2 separate regions of the Cricetulus griseus genome follow, and region 1 is linked to region 2. A link is a contact called in public Micro-C data. All regions are on one chromosome and are shown on one strand. The core of a region is the stretch at or near the end of the contact, and the rest is flanking DNA. Distances in the headings are between cores, read along the strand shown.

The links. Hi-C and Micro-C count contacts between places; a contact is called where the count stands out from the background.
Region 1: a Micro-C map of the CHO-K1 cell line shows a contact between it and region 2, with 2.0 times the contacts expected there. The contact joins the enhancer-like site here to the promoter of Glis3 in region 2. A contact is called at or near these places in 2 of 8 Hi-C or Micro-C datasets (the CHK-Q cell line and the CHO-K1 cell line).

The regions. Positions count from the first base shown.
Region 1 is chr3:32,881,169-32,885,364 of CriGri-PICRH-1.0, reverse strand. The region is part of intron 3 of Glis3 (zinc finger protein GLIS3); the gene reads right to left. Among named protein-coding and RNA genes, the nearest start is that of Glis3, 130 kb to the right of the region's middle. Within about 2 kb of position 2,119, at least 1 of the 6 cell types and tissues checked has open chromatin away from gene starts, as enhancers often do. A contact at or near this core is called in the CHO-K1 cell line, where this site is marked.
Region 2 is chr3:32,754,939-32,759,473 of CriGri-PICRH-1.0, reverse strand. It overlaps Glis3 (zinc finger protein GLIS3), which reads right to left and starts at 1,927. Exons shown (of 12, transcript XM_027406458.2): 1 at 1,280-1,927; 2 at 237-419.

The DNA of each region.
Region 1 (4,196 bases), core at 870-3,369, 130 kb before region 2:
CAAATTATGAGTTATGCTTAGGTTCTCCCTGAAATAATACTTGTTAAAAAGGAGTCTTAGTTACTCATCTGAATTTGCGTACCAAAGCTAAAAGTCAGAGTAAGAGTAGAATGATAGCTTAGTAATGCACAGCTTCTTAGAAAAGAATAAATAACACATTTTAGGGCATTTAGGACAGCATGCCCTTCAGAGTAATTAAGGGGAGATATGAAATTCTTCCCCAGCTCTTCAAAGATTGTGCAAGTAGAGTCCTGAAGGTGATAAATGGAGGACCTCCTTCTGTCCTGCTGCAGGTGAGCCCATTTTAGATAAATGTGACCCAAGATATGTGTCCTTCTGCCTTAAATGTTCCATAATAAAACAAAACTAACAACTGTGGGCCAAAAGTCTCACTTTTTTTGTACCAGAAAAGGATGGGGGCTATTGAAAGAAATTCACAGTTTGTGATGAACTATATTACCTTATGGTCACTGAGTAAGAATAGCTTCCAGTGGTAAACAGGAAGAGGGGACAGAATTACCAGAGTATTTTCAATGTGTAGCATTCAACATCCAACTATCAGACATTAAACCTCAGCAAGAGGTTGCCAACTCTAAATTCTCAAGCTGGAGTCTCTTTGCTTTGAAACTAAAACACCTAAGTCTATGAAATTTTACTGTTTAAAGATGGGTATTTTTCAGAAAAAAAAAATCTGAGAAGTCGAATTATGCTTTAAGCTGAAGGACTAATGAAGAAACATGTTGCTTTGACCAAATTTCACAAGAATCCACCCTCACTTCTTGTTTGTATGACAGCAGTCAGACTTATCTTTGAAATACCCCTGTTGCAAAATATCTGGAACAAATTTAATAAAAAGAAAGCATTCCTTTCTTGTTGTCTACCTTCATTAGAGTACAACTGACAAGCAGAAAGTATTTAAATTTGAAGTATATAATGTATAATTTGCTGGATGTAGCGGCACAGTTTGCAATCCCTGCCCTTGAGAAAAGAGAAGATCACTACTAGGTTTAAAGCCAGTCTGCTCTACATACCTAGTTCCTGAGCAGCCTGGACTACATGATGAAATACCTAGATCTTCAAAATCACACATAACCACAAAGTTGAGCTCAGAATATGTTAAGTTTATGGTACATATATTTAAAGTGCAAGGGGTAGTTAAATGCATGAGTGTGTATTAAAATAATCACAGCAAAGTAGTTTATATATACTTCATAACACAAGGTTACCCATGTATGCGTGTTAATATCTTAATCTAGCCTCATGATAAATGTCAACTTGTACAAATATTGCCAACTGTAGTCACTAATAGTGGGTGTTGGATCTGAATTCATTCATCCTGCAATAAATGAAACTTTCTAGTATTTCTCTGCCCCACCCCACCTCTTTCAGTCCCACTACTGTAGATTCCACATATCAGAAGGTCTTGTCTCTCAGTGGGAGTTTTTTTTATGCCCCTCCACCCCCACTCTCTTTTGCCATCAAGCACACTGAACAATCCATTTGAAACTGTCAAAATATCCAAGAGTTTTTGCTCTGTGTTCAGAATTCTGTATCTAGCAGTGAGAAAGCAAAGGAAATGGTCAACTTCTTTCCATGTCTATCTAAACAGAAAGAACACCTTTGTTTCATAAAAATTTCCCACCATCTTCTTTCAAAAAATAAAATGTTCCAGAGGAGTTAAAGGAGGGAAGGCCAACTGGAAGAGTTCTTACTGTACTTGAGAAGTGAAGGGAAGGGGACAAAGATCAGGAAACCTGCCCTGAGTGTTATTCTGTCATCTGACACCAGCAACAAGAGGGATGTTAGGAACACCTCCATCCTGAGGAGGAAAGAATAGTTTGAAAGAAGTATGAAAAGAAGACGTGTAATTCCGCTTGACAGACTTGTTCTTTGACACGTAGCCTTGAAAAGAACAATTTTACCTCAGAAACTTGGCAAATGCAAACTGATTTTTTGATAAGTTGAAACATGCGTGCTCCTGGACACATGAAGAAAGAGGGAGGGAGAGAGAGGCCAGGTATCTGAGACAGGGAGGCTGTCAGATTTCTCGTTTCTGTGTCATTTCTGTTTAGTTGGTCAGATGAAAATTCAAAACCATATAATTAGACGGTTGTTTATACATGATTAAGCATGAGCTCACTGCTTTTGCATGCCAAGAAGTCAGAGAGTGGCTAAGGGCAAGAACGAACTATTAATAAAAGGAAATAAAGCTGTAATACATTTTTCACTTATGAATAAAAATAATTCAAAGGTCTCTAGAAGGGAAAATATCAACCGTGACTAGGGCAAGAAACTAGATGATTTTATAGTGACCAGAACCTGAGAGATGTAAAAGCCTAAGCCACTGATAAGAAAAACTTCCAGTATTTAATCCTTTTTTTTCTTCTCATAAATATATATCACAGTGAGAACATGAAAAAACCTTACCTGTATTATATTTCTTTGGAATTATGGGAAATATTCAAGCAAGAACACTGTGTTCATTTACAAGCGTTACTTGTTCTTTATAACTGTCCCTACCAGGAATCCTCTCTGGAGAGACCAAGAGCTGGCAGCAACTGTGGAAAAGGCCTGTTTTGTCCTTTTTCACAGTGGCAGAGTTTTCGTCTCAAAACCAAGGCAGCCACTGAAAGCAAAGTTTATCTGACTAAAACCTTCGCATAGCTAAGGCAGAACTCCCAGGCCTCCTAGTGAACCTGCTTGTGGTCCTAGACACAGTCCATCAACTCCTTGCAGACCACACTCCTCGATACAGAGAAGGGTAATGGCCAAGTCCTTCAGATGACAAAGACATGACCTATCCCAGCCTGTTAATCTGCCTTGGAGACATTGCTCCCATTTCCCAGGTGGGAAAGCTCACCAACCAATAACCCGAGGAGGCCAGCCTGTCAAAAGAGAACCTACCCTTAGAGGTGATTCAATTCTTGCTTGCCAGTGCTATGACTGGGTGCACACTGCTATGATAGATCACTGAGACAATGCACAGGCACGAAACAATCTAAAGTGAAAAATCAATAAAGCCCAGGGGAGAGGCAGCACATCAGTTCTTTAAGAATCAGGCTTAAGTCAACCTGATAGCATTCAAAAAGCCCCAAACGCCTAGGAAGCATAAACACCAGCTTTTACAGCCTGATTCCCAGAGCCAAGGTCACTTCACTTCCCATTCTGACAGATACCTCCACATTCTAACTCTCTCCACCTTCCCTCCTACTGCCTCTCTCTCCACTTTTCTCTTGTTCTTCTCACTCCTCTTTCTCAGCAGCATTTGCCAGCTCGGGTCTGATTCCAGAGTGATCTTCAATCATCCAATGAACTAACTCTCCCACTCCTCTGAATGTGAGCAGAACACATAGGAACCTATATGACATAGAAACTCTGAAGACACCTGTTCTCAGACTTAGATGACCAGAGCACCTGCCTGGAAGGGCTTCTGCAAGAGAGACCTAGAACAGTGCTCAACAAATGCAGCAATGCTACCTCCCACAGCCACATAGCACCCATCTCCCATGAGACAGCTACTTTGTACCCGATTCCTCTCTAAATTGTTGCCTTTCTGTGGTCTAATTCAGTTCTTAATGTGTTGCTTAGCGTTAGAAGCCTCCCAAAGATGAGGGGGAAGGGCACCTGGGTCCCTAAAACAGACTCGTCAAGCCAACACCTCAAACATCCTTGTTTTTAGCGTTTGAAGGGGAAGAAAAATCTTACTAAAAGGAACAAATATGGATTACTTGAAAGAGCTTGATATCTACTCTAGTTCCAGATAATAAGTGTGATAATTCATTCCTAAACAATGCGTGGCATGTAACTCAAAACCGTTTTTCATCAATAATTAATATTAATAATTAACAAGTATAAACAACAAAAAGACCTTTTGGAAATGCTTCAGCCAGGCCCTTTCCTCATTCCAGCAGCTGCCCGTTGCCCCTCTCTCCCCTCTGTGGGGTTAATAACTAACCCTCCCTCATCTCTGACATGCAACACTACCCAGCAGCAATCCTCGCAAGAATGCGATCGCAGACACAGAAGAATGAAGTCTTATCCAAGTCACCTGGGCCTGGCAAATGGATTTCTGCATTAGCAGCTGTGGACACAATGCCTGACACTGGTTTCTCTCTCTCCAGCAAGGATGGAGCACTCCAGGACGCTCGCCTCCAACACTCCTTTATCAAATGGGTTCCCTTCTATCTTTCATGCTC
Region 2 (4,535 bases), core at 678-3,177:
CCGCCAGTTAGGAAGCCAGGACAAACCGAGGGGACCGGCGCACAGCGGGCCTCAGACCCGGGAGCCACACTCGTGTGCGCACCACCCAGAATCCCTCCCGCGTCCGGACCTTGGTGCAAGCCCCTCACCCCCAGGTGTCGTTTTGCTGTCGCCTCCCAAACACACTACCAAGTCCAAGGGCGCGACCTCGTGGAGCCAGACCCTTTCCCCCAAATTGTCTCCCTCCAGGTACCTACTTGAATCATCCATAGGATGACAAATCCGCCCCGGCCAAGGTTTTCAGACACTTGGGTGAGTTCCTCGTCCCCTGGGTGACTTGTCAGCTCTAGTGAGTAACTTGGAACTGTCGCTTGGGGCAAGGTGTGTGTCTAGGATTGCCAACAGCTCACTCACGCTTTCCAGAAAGTGGTCCCGGCCGGCTTCAAAATAGACACAGGGTCATTTATAGGGACCAGAGTCTTGAAGTGGGACAAAGTGACAAAGTCCCAGAGACTGAGACATTCCCCAAACAGTGCTGACATTTTGTCCCGGCCCATAAAAATGTACACGCGAGGTGACGAACCCGGCGGGGAGAGTTGGTGTCTGAATGTGTCTGCACTTTGGTGGCGTGGGAGGTTATAGTTAAAAACTTGGCGGCTGCGGGTCGCTGCACCGCTCCGGACTAGTAGCTGTGTCCCCCAACCCGAGGACCTCCCTGAACAATGGGGACACCCACTTGGATGAAACACGAAAGTGGAAAACAGCCTTCGTGGCGCTCCACAAACACGTGGAAGCCGGAAATACAACTACTGCCCCGACTGTGAGCCAAAGACCTCAGGCCACCCCATCATTCCCCACTTTGCCAAAGTTTCCCTCAAGTAGAACCCCGCGAGGGATGGCGCGCGCCGTGCTGGAGCGCTCTGTAACTGGCCCTGACTGTGTAGCCTTCTGGAACCTGTATTTTCTTTTTAAAAAGCACAGAGACTCTCCCTCATAAGCTAAACTTCAACACCTTGTTGGTTTCCTTTCCATGTATACTCGGCGCTCTTAGGCAACTGTCAGCCAGTCTGCGGGCTACATGAGTATTGCCATCAGCCTCGGTAAGGTGTGCCTAGGTCTCCAGAAGCCCTGTGAGTCTGTGGAGTTGGGGGTACTCGTGCCCTCAAATCCGCGCGACCGCCACCAACCCGGCGTGCACAAACTATTTCTAATCCCGAGTTTGCATCTCTGAGACTGGCCGCCCCCACACTCTCCAGCGCCTTCTCGCCTGCGGAACAAAGTTCCTATGGCATCCACTTACCAGGTAACCGGATTTCCACAACAAAGCTAGGCGCGCGAGTCCCTTCTCCCAGCCAGACCGCGCGTGACAGCACTGGCGACCAGTGGGTGGGGGGTCAGCCCCTCAGCGCTCCGCGCAGGCTCTGCCTCCTTCGGAAATGAAAACTCGCATCCAAGCCCGGGGCCGGAGCGCGGAAACGCGGCCCGATGGTCGTGAGTGTGCGCGCGCGGCTGCGACGGCGGCGGCCCGCGAAGGAGGAGGCAGGGCTGCGGGCCGACTCTCGGCATCAGCTCAGCCCGCTGTCCCCGCTACACACAGACACACTCCAATCGTGTCTTTACAAAGTTGAGTAGCGACTTGGTGCCTGGCCCCGAGTGCTCATCCTCGCTCCGGGTCGGGGAGATGCGTGGAAGGGTCGGGCTCGGGATGCTGGCTGTTTGAGCTGGGTCCCGGCTGGAGAGCGCCGGTGCGAGCCTGGACCCGGGCCCGCCGCGGCCCCGAGGTGCGCGGCCCCTGGCTCCCGTGCCCTTGCGCGCCGCGCTCTGGGCTGCCCGGGCGGCGCAGTAGGGACGCGGCTGCAGGGAGAGGGGAAGGGGAAAGAGGGCGGGCGGGAGGCTGCCCGGCGAGGAGTGTGGATGTGTGTGCGGCCGCGAGGGCCGGCCCGCAGCCAGCTGCTTCCTGAGTGTGAGCGCCGGAGGGGGCGGGGAGGGATGGGGGCGGGCTCCTGGTCACCAGGCCAGCTAGTGTCTAGCTCTCGACATTCGCGCACAAGCTCCTTCCCATAAAACTCCAGAGCATGGTAACCGCAGAGAGTCTCTTCACCTTTCGGGACCTATTTGGCGCTCTCTCTCTCTCTCTCTCTCTCTCTCTCTCTCTCTCTCTCTCTCTCTCTCTCTCTCTCTCTCTCTCTCTCTCTCTCTCTCCTCTCTCTCTCTCCTCTAACTGAAAAATGTGTCAGCCCTTCTACAGGACCAGTTGTCAAATCCTAAGGAACAGAAAATCCTTGTAGTAAAAAGGAGAGAGAGTGGAAACAGAAAAGTGAAAGATGGCAAAAGGGACCCAAATGTGTGGGATTGGATGCTAGTGACTATTTGAAAACTGGCTGTGGAATGCCGAGAGGGTCTTTGTGACACCTTCCACGGGGTAGAGGGGCTAAAGGAAGTGGGGGTGGGGTAACCAGGGCTTCACTTTGAAGACTGGCTGGGAGGAATGGGCACACTCTCTTGGAAGATCTTGCTTGTGTACAGTGGTATTTTCCTTGAAGTTCAACATCCCCAGCCTTGTGATCAGAGCCCTCAGAAGTCTGTCACAAAAAAAGACCTACTGATTACATGCCTTTGGTGGCACACGCCTTTAATCCCAGCACTCGGGAGGCAGAGGCAGGCAGATCTCTGTGAGTTCGAGGCCAGCCTGGTCTCCAGAGCGAGTGCCAGGATAGGCTCCAAAGCTACACAGAGAAACCCTGTCTCGAAAAACCAAAAAAGAAAAAAAAAAGAGAGAGAGAGAAAGAAAGAAAGAAAAGAAAAAAAAAAGACCTACTGTTGGTGGATCCACTATGGACTGCCACAGAAAGCAAAGACTTCCTGCTTGGAATTCCATGTGTCTGTTGCAGGCAACATTCACAGTTAGGCCTTTGTGCAGTGAGTCTTATTCTGTTCCTCGTGGTGGCTGAAATGGACTTGGTGCCACAGACACTTAGAATACCACTAATTCAGGGCTTGGGACATTGCTTAGTCATTAAGGGTTGTCTTAGGACCCGGGGGGGGGGGGGCTGGGTTCAGAACACCAGAACCTATGCAAAAGCCAAGCATAGTGGTGCACTGGATGGGGGGATGGGGGTGGACACACAGATGCCAGGAGTTCACTGGCCAGCCACCCTAGCCAAATCAGTGAGCTCTTGGTTCAATGAAATATCCTGTCCATAAAAAGAGAGAAAATGAGCCGGGTGTTGGTGGCGCACGCCTTTAATCCCAGCACTCAGGAGGCAGAGGCAGACGGATCTCTGTGATTCGAAGCCAGCCTGGTCTCCAGAGCGAGTGCCAGGATAGGCTCCAAAGCTACACAGAGAAACCCTGTCTTGAAATACCAAAGAGAGAGAGAGAGAGAGAGAGAGAGAGAGAGAGAGAGAGAGAGAGAATGGTCAAGGAAAACACCTACATGGACAGACCCCTGGTCTCCATGTGCATTTACAGATTTGTGCCCACACACAAACACCCAAACACACCGTAAACACATACAATATACACAGAGAGAATTCCCCTCCTTAGAGTCTATTCTGTTATACAATGTAGCATTTTAATAGATGCTGTGATCCCATAGAAGCCGCTCAGGACACAAGTGACTTAGCCCAGAACACCAAACCAAAAAAAAAAAAAAAAAAATTGTTGGCAGTTTTTGTGTCTTATTTCAGCACAAGTGTTACCACATCTTAATCTGTGTTAATAAGCAGCATCACCAGGAGAAACCTAGTTTTCACAAACCTCATTTCTTTTGGAGGAGGACACAAACTCTATAGAACACCAGAGTATCTGTCAGCAGAGGTAAAGGGTGAGGGAATAAAACAGCAAGCATTACGCTATGCCATACTGTCAATTTCCTGTTTCTCTCTCTGGTCTTCATCTCCTTTTAAATACAAATGCCAAGTCCAGGATGGCAATAGATGGGTTCAACCACACACATAAGAAAAGAAAATACTCATAAAATGAAGCATGCAGCAACATCACAAAAACAAAGAAACCAAATGGTGGAAATTGCCATGATTATTCCATTGTGGCCAGTTATTGCGACATGCCTGACATTCACATAAAAACCCATCCTCATGAACTGAAGCCTTTAGGAGCAGAGCAAGCTGCTCAAGTTCAAAGCATCATGGGAAAATCTGCTCCTCACAGTCTTAGGCCATTCCCCAGGCAGAAGTAAAACCAGGGTGAAGGATTGGGGTGAGGGAGGAAAACATGAAAACTTTGTCAGCCTTTCAGGTAACATTGAAATACTGTGGTTTTGATACATAGTATGATGAAGTGATGTCTTGGGTCCTGACAAAAGCTTCTGAAACTTCTCACACGATGTATCTAAGCTACAAGAGAAAATACTCAGTACTATAGCCTACTTTAATCAATTACTCATGGCAATGAGATTAGTGGGGGAAGTTATGAGTCACCAATTTTCCCCAAATTCCCTTCATTATTTTGAGCCCAGAAGTGGGAATGGCATTTTATTCAGGTGGCATTTTCACAAGTCTCTAATATTCCTAATACATTTACCACTAACTCGGTGC